2 separate regions of the Oryctolagus cuniculus genome follow, and region 1 is linked to region 2. A link is a contact called in public Hi-C data. All regions are on one chromosome and are shown on one strand. The core of a region is the stretch at or near the end of the contact, and the rest is flanking DNA. Distances in the headings are between cores, read along the strand shown. Region 1 holds the start of BTBD18 (BTB domain containing 18). Region 2 holds the start of OR5B21 (olfactory receptor family 5 subfamily B member 21).

Region 1 (5,020 bases), core at 84-2,583, 790 kb after region 2:
AGCGATCAGGATGGCATTCACAATGCCTGCATTGCACTCAGTAGCACCTTGCTGTAAGTCCTGGCTCTGCTCCCAATTCTAGCTCTGCTTTCCCAGGCCATAGCAGAGAGCTGGATCAGAAGTGGAGCAGCCGGGGCCGGCCATGGCTCACTTGGTTAATCCTCCGCCTGCGGCGCCGCCATCCTATATGGGCACTGGGTTCTAGACCCGGTGGCTCCTCTTCCAGTCCAGCTTTCTGCTATGGCCCGGGAGGGCAGTGGAGGATGGCCCAAGTGCTTGGGCCCTGCACCCGCATGGGAGACCAGGAAGAAGCACTTGGCTCTTGGCTTCAGATCGGCACAGCGCCGGCCATAGCAGCCATTTGGGAGGTGAACCAACGGAAGGAAGACCTTTCTCTCTGTCTCTCTCTCTCTCACTGTCTATCTGTCAAATAGATAGATAGATAGATAGATAGATAGATAGATAGAAGTGGAGTAGCCGAGACCCAAACCAGCACCTATATGGGATGCCTGCACTGCAGGCGGCAGCTTAACCCGCTACGCCACAGCGCCAGCCCCTCAAGTCCTTTTTGAAAAGGTGTTAGGTATCAATAAAGACATATTGAGCACATGATACTACTCACCCCCACATTTTGTCCTTTCTTAGGCAAATTCCTTTCTACCACCTGCAGCTGGCAACAGCGAACGCTGCTTGGCTTTAATTAACCGCACTTTGTTACCAAAACCTTGGATCCAGCCCTTTTCTCCCAGAGCTGGACATTAACTGACAACTACCGAGGGAGAGTAAAACACACAGGCCAAATTACTGACCAGATTTGTACTGTGAGTTGGCATTCCCTATATAAATGATAAATTTGGATCATTTAACTTTTAGTATCATCTCTGAAAAAAGGTGTTTCCAGTCAAGAACCGAAGTACATAAAAGGTCTCAGGACGGTCACAGCAGACCCCTCCAGGGAGAAGTTTCTACAATTCTCTCGGGTTATGGGTTTGAGATTCAGGATTGGAGCGGGATTCTGGGGAAAAAAACCAAATTCAGAAACTTGCCCAATAACCTTGTTCCAGAACATTTCTAGTGTTCAGACATGTCTAGATTAAAGTATCAGCACTAACGGGTCAGTCAGCAGCTCATTCTGAGGCTTCTTCCTCCACGAAGCCCGGCAAGCTCTCAGCACGGCTAAAACCATTTGCAGCCTCTTCAAGGGGAAGACGGAGGCATCTTTCAATTGCCTCGGAACCCACCCTAAAGGGGTATCCCGACCCCCTCTTTGGTGTGCCTTCATCCAGGACCAAAGATGAACGCGGTTTCAGTAAAGGGCCCTTCCCCCTACCTCTTGCAGCAGCCCAGCCATCTTCCCTCAGCCAAGTCCCTCGAGACTTAGTCTCCCGCCCAAAGCTTTCCTCCTCCTCTGATTGGTTCTCCGCGGGGCCTTCGGCCAATGGGGATGACGTACTCAGGAAGGCGTAGGCCCGAGGGCTCGGGGAGGAGGAAGGACCTTCGGCCCCGCGTCGCGCCGTGCGCGAGGGCGGCGGCGCGTGGTGTGCGGTGTGGGTCGCGTGGCCTCGGGCCCTCGCTGTCACCACTGCCCAGTGCATGTGGGCACGGAGAGCTCCAGGGGGGTGACTGCAAAGCCTCTGCGGCCACAGGTGGCCGTGAGGGACAGCGCTGAGTTCGGCCCTCCGGGATTGCCCAGGCTCCATTCCCAGAAACCATTGCGCCGAGAGGTCTCTTTTCAAAGGAGTTGGGCCCGGGGCACCCGGAGCGTTCGGGACACCCAGCTCTGCAGGGCCTTCCCTGAAGCCGTGCTTTCTCCGCCAGCCCCGATTTCTGTGGTTCTGGCCGGGGAAGAGACCCACCCGGGGCCGTGGGCCCACCTGCGCTGCTTGGCGCACTCTGTCGGTGCGAAGCTGGCCATAGGGAGGAGGCAAGGCAGGCTGGACAGAGGACCTAAGCACAGAAAGTGCACAGAGCAGCAGATCCTACAGCAAGGCTATCCCAGGTTGGGTCTGGGGGCTGGGCCAGGCGGCTGGTGTTTGGGAAGCTTCCCCAGGGCCCTTGCGCGGCAGCCACCCTTCACCCATGTCTCTTGCTGGAATTGGCATTGAGCCTGCCCTCTCTGAATTGACCTTTCAATTCTTTTCTTTCCTGATAGTTTTGACGTGAACTATCCAGACCCTCAGTGCCACCTGACAAAAACTGCATGCCAGGAAAGGAACACAGCCGTGCAGTGAGTGTGGGGATTTCAGTGCAAAGGAAAATTGGAAATGTCGTGGGCCCGACGTTAGAATATCGTTTGTTTGGTGAGGGGCAGGCTGCTTAGCTCTCCTTACTCTGTTGTCAGCCGGGTAATTAACTAGACAGGCAAAATGAAAAGCCAAACTCGTGGCCAGGTCCCAGGGTCAGTCAGGCTTAACTTTGGTCTAGGACATTGACCCGAGGGTGGCAGTATCCTCCTTTCTGAGCGAACTTCCTGCGGAGTTCAGGGGCGTCTCTGCTTTGTCGTGCACCCTCTGCTGGCTAGTGTTGGCAGTGCGTGCTCAGAGAAAAGGCACATAGGGTTCCTAGAGATGACTTGATACCTCGTGGTTTTTAAAAAGTGTTCAGTGAGGATTTTACCCACGGAACTGAGACTTTATGCTCTGAGAAACCAGCAGTGTCGTTTCAGTCTCTGTGATAATGTGGATGAGGAAGATTGAGGGCAATAATAGTTGCCTTTTGGGAGAGGACAGTTCTTTTGTGCCAGGCACACACAATGTTAAATGGTTTTACCTGCACGGACTCATTTAAATTTTAAAACAGCCCTACAAGGTAAGTTTTGTTATTTCCATTTCATTGGTAGGAAAACTAAGACTCGGATGCTGAGTCCCTCGAATGAGATTATACAACTACGCAAGTAACTAACAGTGTCAGGAGTCAAACCCAAGTCTATCTCTGAGCTCTTGCATGTAACCACTATGATGATACACTTTCCTGAGATCCCGCTGGCACAGCTTCTGGGCTGCTGCTCCTGAGTTCTCTCTCTTACTTTAAAAAAGGTCCCTGCCATTTTAAAGACAAAAAAACAATTAGGCATAATGCTTCTGAAGTGTATAATCTTACCTACAGGAATCTGATCCGTGAGAACCTAGGTTTATTAAGAAGCTACCGACATGTGCTCTCCTGCCAGTTCCAAAATCCTTTACAGGAACCCTCGGTTCCTCCGGTTAGCCTTTCTGCAGCTTCATCACCAGCAGCAGAGTGGTGTGTTTTGTGATGTCCTTCTGCAGGCAGAAGGTAAGAAACTTGTGGGGACTGAACTGAAAACTCACCATAAAATAAGATAAAATGGGAGGTATGTGGTGGGTGTTTAGCCTAGTGGTTAAGATTCCTGTTAAGGGGCTGGCTTTTGGCACAGCACCTAAGTTGCCATTTGGGATACTTGCATCCCCTATCAGTGTCTAGGTTCATGTCCTAGCTACTCCACAGCCAAACCAGCTTCCGGATAATGCGCTGCACGTGAGACAGCAGATCGTGGCTCAAGTACTCAGGTTCCTGCCACCCATGTGGGATACCTGGATTGTGTCCCTTGCTTCTGGCTGTGTCCTGGCCCAGCCCTGGCAGTTGGGGGGCATTTGGGCTGTGAACCAGAGAAGGAAGATTCTCTCTCTCTCTCTCTCTCCCTTTCAAATAAAATGGAATAATAATAATAATTATAAAAACACCAGTTAAGATGCTCATGTCCTACACCGGAGTATCTGGATTTGATACCAGGCTCTGGCTCCTGACTCCACCTTCCTATTAATGCATTCCCTGATAGACAGCAGTGATGGCTCAGGTAATTGGGTTGCTGCTGCCCATGTGAGAGACCAGGACTGAGGTACCAACTTCCAGTTTTGGCTCTGGCCCAAACTAACAACAGTTGGGATCTATATACACATACAATGTACATACATATATGCCTCTGTCAAAATTAAGATTTTGTTGACACTGATATGGAATGCAAGATTTTATTTATTTAAGAGGCAGAGTTATAGACAGGGAGAGACAGAGAGATCTTCCATCCGCTGGTTCACTCCCCAAATTGCCAAAACAGCTGGAGCTGGGCTGATCTAAAGCAAGGAGCCAGGAGCTTCTTCTGGGTCTCCCACATGGATGCAAGGGCCCAATTACTTGGGCCATCTTCCACTGCTTTCCCAGGCCGTTAGCAGGGAGCCAAATTGGAAGTGGAGCATACAGGACTCAAACCAGCACCCATATGGGATACCAGACCATAGGTGGATGCCTAACCTACTACACCATTGCATTGGCCCCTCCTTTTTTTTTTTTTTAAAGATTTATTTTATTTATTTGAAAGGCAGAGTTAGAGAAGGAGAAACAGAAAGAGGTCTTCCAACCTGTGGTTCACTCCCCAAGTGGCTACAATGGCCAGGGCCGGGCTAGGCTGAAGTAGCAACCAGGAGCTTCTTCCAGATCTCCCACGCAGGTGCAGGGACCCAAGCACTTTGGCCATATTCTGCTGTGTTCCCAGGCACAATAGCAGGGAGCTAGTTCAGAAGTGGAGCAGCCGGGACTGGCGCCCATAAGGGATGCCAGCACTGCAGGCAGCATCTTTACCTGCCACGCCACAGCGCCAGCCCCCAAATAAATATTTTTTAAGAGAATAAGGTAAAATGAGTTTAGGACCAGGTAATAAAAAATGAAAACAGAAATATGTGAAAATCACCTTTGGAGCAATATAAACTATTTGATGAGTAGCTGTTTATCTCTAAGACAGTTATTGTTTTCAAGAATGAAGGGTTTTTAAAAATTTTTATGTATTTTCATTTTATTTGAAAAGCATGGATACAGATCTTCCGTCTGCTGATTTACTCCCAAAATGCCCACAACAGCCAGGGATGGGCCAGGACAAAGCCTGAAGCCCAGAACTCAATTCTGGTCTCCCATGTGGTTGGCAGGGACCCAGGTACTTAAGCCATCATCTTCTGCATCCCAGGATGTGCATTCGTAGGAAGCTAGATCATAAGCAGAGGAGCCAGGACTT
Region 2 (5,032 bases), core at 149-2,648:
CCAGAAAAAGACTATGTGTAAAATATGCAGCCCATTAGGAATCCCCTAGTGTAAGGAACGTGGAGCATTGTATGTAAAGGTAAAGCGCTGGAAATGAAGAAGTGCAGTTTTGCCATTTTATCAGTTTCTCTTGTGTAAAATGAGGAAAATAATAGAATCAGTCCCAAAGTGTTGGTATAAGAATTAAATAAGTTCAATGTAAGTAAAACCTATTGAACAATAGTAAACTATTTTGATTTCTATAATTAATCCTATTTAGTTATATGTGCGTAGAAAATTTCAGGAAATCTCTAGTGAGGTTGTTCTACTGGGTGTGGAATGAAAAAGATAAGAAATTATGGATGTAAGTTTTTACTTCAAAGTCTTTTTGATTTTTAAAAATTGAATCAGTAATATAATATCTGCATCACAACAGGTGTTTATATGATGTAAACATGAAGAATTTAAGCTCTGAATAAGTGTACTTTAGATTCAGAAATATAAATGGGTGAACTTTGATTTTGATGCCTACTAATTAGATTCTGTTGCTCAAAACTAAGTTCCCAGAGAGAACAATCCAACATGGGAAGCGGGATACACAACAGACTCATAGAATGGCGGATATCCTAAAAAGCACTCTAGCCTCAGAATCAGTCCTTAAGGCATTCAGATCTGGCTGAAGAGCCCATGAGAGTATTATAGGCATGAAAAGCCAAGACACTCTGAAAAAAAAAAACAAAAAAAAACAAAAAAAAACAAAAAAAAACCAACCAAACAAAAAAAAAAACCCTAAATGAAAGATCTCTGTGAGTGAGATCCCAGTAGAAAGAACGGGCCATCAAAGGAGGTACCTTTCTCTGAAGGGAGGAGAGACCTTCCACAGGATCTCTGTCCTTAATGTGTTGTTCAAGGTGAATTAATGCTGTAACAGGTACTCAAACAGTATTTTACACTTTATGTTTCTGTGTGGGTGCAAACTGTTGAAATCTTTACTTAATATATACTAAGTTGATCTTCTGTATATAAAGATAATTGAAAATGAATCTTGAAGTGGATGGAATGGAAGAGGGAACGGAGATGGGAGTATTGCGGGTGGGAGGGAAGGTATGGGGGGGAAAAGCCATTGTAATCCATAAGCTGTACTTTGGAAATTTATATTTATATTTATTATTATATTATTTATATTTATTATATATATTTATTATATATTATATTTATTAAATAAAAGTTAAAAAAATTAAGCTCCCTGAGCACTAAATTTCTCATCTGTAAAATAGGCGTAATAGCTCATATCTCTTAAGATTAAATTCTATTATACAGTTGAAAAGTCTCATGTGTGTCTTACGTATCATGCTTTATATATATATATTATATATATATATAAGGTTTCTATTTTTATTATCCCATCATCCCCTCTTTCATTTGAGTTTTATTAACTCATTTTCTTTAATCATCAGGCTAACCTACAGTTGACCTCAATGGAGAATAGCACAGAAGTGACAGAGTTCATCCTCTTGGGATTAACAGATGACCCCAATCTTCAGGTTCCTCTCCTCCTGATATTTTTGTTCATCTACCTCATCACTCTGGTTGGGAATGGGGGGATGATGATGATCATCCACTCAGACTCCCATCTCCACACTCCAATGTACTTCTTCCTCAGTAACCTCTCTTTTGTGGATCTGGGTTATTCCTCAGCTGTAGCTCCCAAGATGGTGGCTGCACTGCAATCAGGGAACAAGGTCATCTCCTACAATGGTTGTGCGGCTCAGTTCTTCTTCTTTGTGGGTTTTGCCACTGTAGAGTGCTACCTCTTGGCTTCCATGGCCTACGACCGCCATGCAGCAGTATGTAAGCCTCTTCACTACACCACCACCATGACAGCAAGTGTGTGTGCCCTCCTGACTATTGGCTCCTATGTCTGTGGCTTCCTCAATGCCTCTATCCATGCAGCAGACACCTTCAGACTTTCCTTTTGTGGTTCTAATGAGATTAACCATTTTTTCTGTGACATTCCACCTCTCTTGGCTCTCTCATGCTCCAACACACACATCAGCAAGTTGGTTGTCTTCTCTGTGGTGGGCTTCAATGTCTTTTTCACACTCCTGGTCATCCTTACCTCTTACTTCTTCATATACATCGCCATCCAAAAAATGCGTTCTGCTGAAGGGCGGAAGAAAGCATTCTCCACTTGTGCTTCCCACCTCACTGCGGTCTCCATCTTTTATGGCACGATCATCTTCATGTACTTGCAGCCCAGCTCTGGCCAGTCTATGGACACAGACAAAATAGCATCTGTGTTTTACACTGTGGTGATTCCCATGCTAAACCCTTTGATCTACAGTCTCAGGAACAAAGAAGTGAAAAACGCTCTCTGGAAATTACTGAACAAACTTTGCCCCCAGTCTCTAAGTGTGTGTAGGAAGTCGGCAGGCAGCTGAGGCATAAACCTTCTCTCAGATCTACATGCATTCATGACTTTGAGGTTTTGCAAATTTCAGTTCTTCCCCAACAACAGTGGTTATTTCTGCCACTAGGAGAAGTTGTAGGGAGCAACACTGGGAAATATCTCAGGAAGATGATCTTACGTTTAGCGAACAGCATAGCACATTTAAACTCTTCGTGCATTCATTTCTTGATGTGGTTTAAAGCAGAAGACCACAGCACACAACTGAATGTGTTGAATTTCTGTCTTTTATTTTCAATTGTAAGAAATTTCCATTTGCCATTGAATTTGGTGAAAGGATCACATCCTTATTTATAAGATTTATCAACTGAAATGCACAGTATTGTGTTTTTCATTTCTTTGGTTCATGAGTTTGAAAGCTAAAATTTCTAACAAAGAATGTTTCAACACTTTTAATAATGTTTCAGAAAAGGTTGTAATTTGAAGGACAGGGCACTTGACCAAGAGTTGGGTGATTTGAGATCAAATCTTTTCAATGTCCTATCCTCCCATCCCTACCCATGTTCCTACTCTCATTCACTTGGCAGACACCTTTGTATTCTCCACTCCTCATACGAATATGTAAGGATATGTTTAGTAAAAAATAATAAGCTTTCTTGTACATAGAAGTGTATGAGATGAAGCGCTTAAACCTGAACTTGAATTAACATACCTTTCTTTAGAGAGTCTGCATTCTGCTCCGTGCTTCTGGCTTCTGTCTAATTTAATTAACAAAGCTTTCAGAAGATTTGGAGGAAAAAAATCCCACAAATTTCCAAGGGCTATTAAGAGATTTTTGTCTTCCAAATTAAATAAATGCATTTCTCAGCACCCTTAAATTTGGTAAATCTATTATGAATGCACATAATAGCTTTCTGGGCCTGTTTTGCTTTTACTTTTTCAATAATTCAGCTCACTTCTGGGTCCCCACTGCATTCTGATGTTTGGTGGTTAGATGTTCCAGAATAAAAAATCAGCATGGAAATTTACTTCTTAAAATAGGGAATGGCACAATGACGCACAGTGCTAGTCCACTTTAAGGTCTCATTTCATGTGCTAGATGGTGTGCGCAATTGTGTGTGTGTGGGAAGGGAGTGGTGATTAATTTTGCTTCTCACATATCAACTTTTTGATGGTGTTTACAGCTACAATTAACCTAAACTGCTACTTAACTCATGATTTCAAGATAACAAGCAAATCCTCAAAGTAACCATATCAATTTTATTTTAAATGTGAAACTCACAAATCTTAGTTGGCTAAATCATGTAACTTAGAAAGGCAAAATATTTTTGAGATGATCAGACATCATAATGCACAGGGAAGCTTATACCTGATGAAGGTAAATCTCATGAGGGTATCTCAAACAGTTTTTGGAAAAATGGAATTAAAATATAAGCTTAATGCTGTGCAAAACTTTTTGAAATTCATGCATAATTTTTTCATAGAACACATTTCCATGGGCTGTCTGAAGTACTCTCCTAGGTCTGGAGAAAGAAGCAAAGAGGGAGTTCTAGAACAGAAGACCAAAGCGTGGGAAAAGCTTTGTCTGGCATGCAGCTCCTTCGCCTCCCCAAACCAGAAGCATCTGAGGCCTGGAGAGCTACACCTAACTCATCCACCCTCCTGCTTCCCTCTTTTAGCAAGGAGTCTTGTTCAGCCACATCCATGGAAAAATCGCCTTCAGTTGTTGGGCTGTATTGCACAAGGAACCCTTCTGGTGACTTAACAGGAGTTACGGGGCTGAAGGGTCTCCAGATTTGGAGATTAGCCCGGGAATCTACTTTCCAAGTGGAATGCTTTTCAGTTTTAACTCACCTTTCCCCTTACCTGATAGAATTGACTTTTATTCCTCTTCCCGCCTCTCTTTCTCTACTTCTTCTTTCCTTTCTTCTCCCTTTCTTTTTTTCCTCCCCCTCCAACCCCTTTTTAATGCTCGTCCCAAGACAGACCTTTCTCAGCACTAAATCATTAGGTCCCTTTGAAAAACTCAAGTCCAGAGCTGATATACTGTAACTGTTTCGGTAGGTAGTGTGGCAGGTTTCTTGGTGTTTTTTTGTTAATGTCTCTATACACCAGTTTAGGGAGAAAGTGTGGATCTTCCAAGAGTTAAAGGACTAATGCCTATGAATTTTTATTTTCTGTTGTACTCACCTCAAAAAGGTGTGACATTTGATTGCAAATGGGTATAAAAGAGTATATTTAGTTCTAGTATCAGAAGTGTGTGAATATATTTTATTTTTTTATTTATTTGAGAGGTAGAGTTACAGATAAAGAAGGAGAGGCAGAGAGAAAGGTCTTCTATCTGCTGGTTCACTCCCCAAATGGCCTCAAAGGCTGGAGCTGGGCTGATCCGAAGCCAGGAGCCAGGAGCTTCTTCTGGGTCGCCCATGTGAGTATAGGGGCCCAAGCACTTGGGCCATCCTCCACTGCATTCCCAGGCCATACACACAGAGCTGAATTGGAATAGGAGCAGCCAGGACATGAACTGGCACCCATATGGGATGCTGGCACCACAGGCTGAGGCTTACTACGTCACAGTGCTGGTCCCAGGGTGACTATTCTTACTCCTCTTATGAGTTGTGTGACTTCCAGAAGGTCATTTAATGT

The links. A called contact is a pair of places that touch in the nucleus more often than the background predicts.
Region 1: a Hi-C map of skin fibroblasts shows a contact between it and region 2, with 4 times the contacts expected there. The contact joins the promoter of BTBD18 here to the promoter of OR5B21 in region 2. A contact is called at or near these places in 4 of 6 Hi-C or Micro-C datasets (ear pinna, embryonic fibroblasts, skin fibroblasts and 1 more).

What each region holds. Positions count from the first base shown.
Region 1 is chr1:14,419,718-14,424,737 of mOryCun1.1, forward strand. BTBD18 (BTB domain containing 18) reads left to right here and starts at 1,334. Exons shown (of 3, transcript XM_070070152.1): 1 at 1,334-1,999; 2 at 2,153-3,273. The coding sequence starts at 3,150.
Region 2 is chr1:13,630,690-13,635,721 of mOryCun1.1, forward strand. OR5B21 (olfactory receptor family 5 subfamily B member 21) reads left to right here and starts at 1,399. Exons shown (of 2, transcript XM_008273279.4): 1 at 1,399-2,350; 2 at 3,264-3,366. The coding sequence starts at 1,458. The coding sequence ends at 3,366.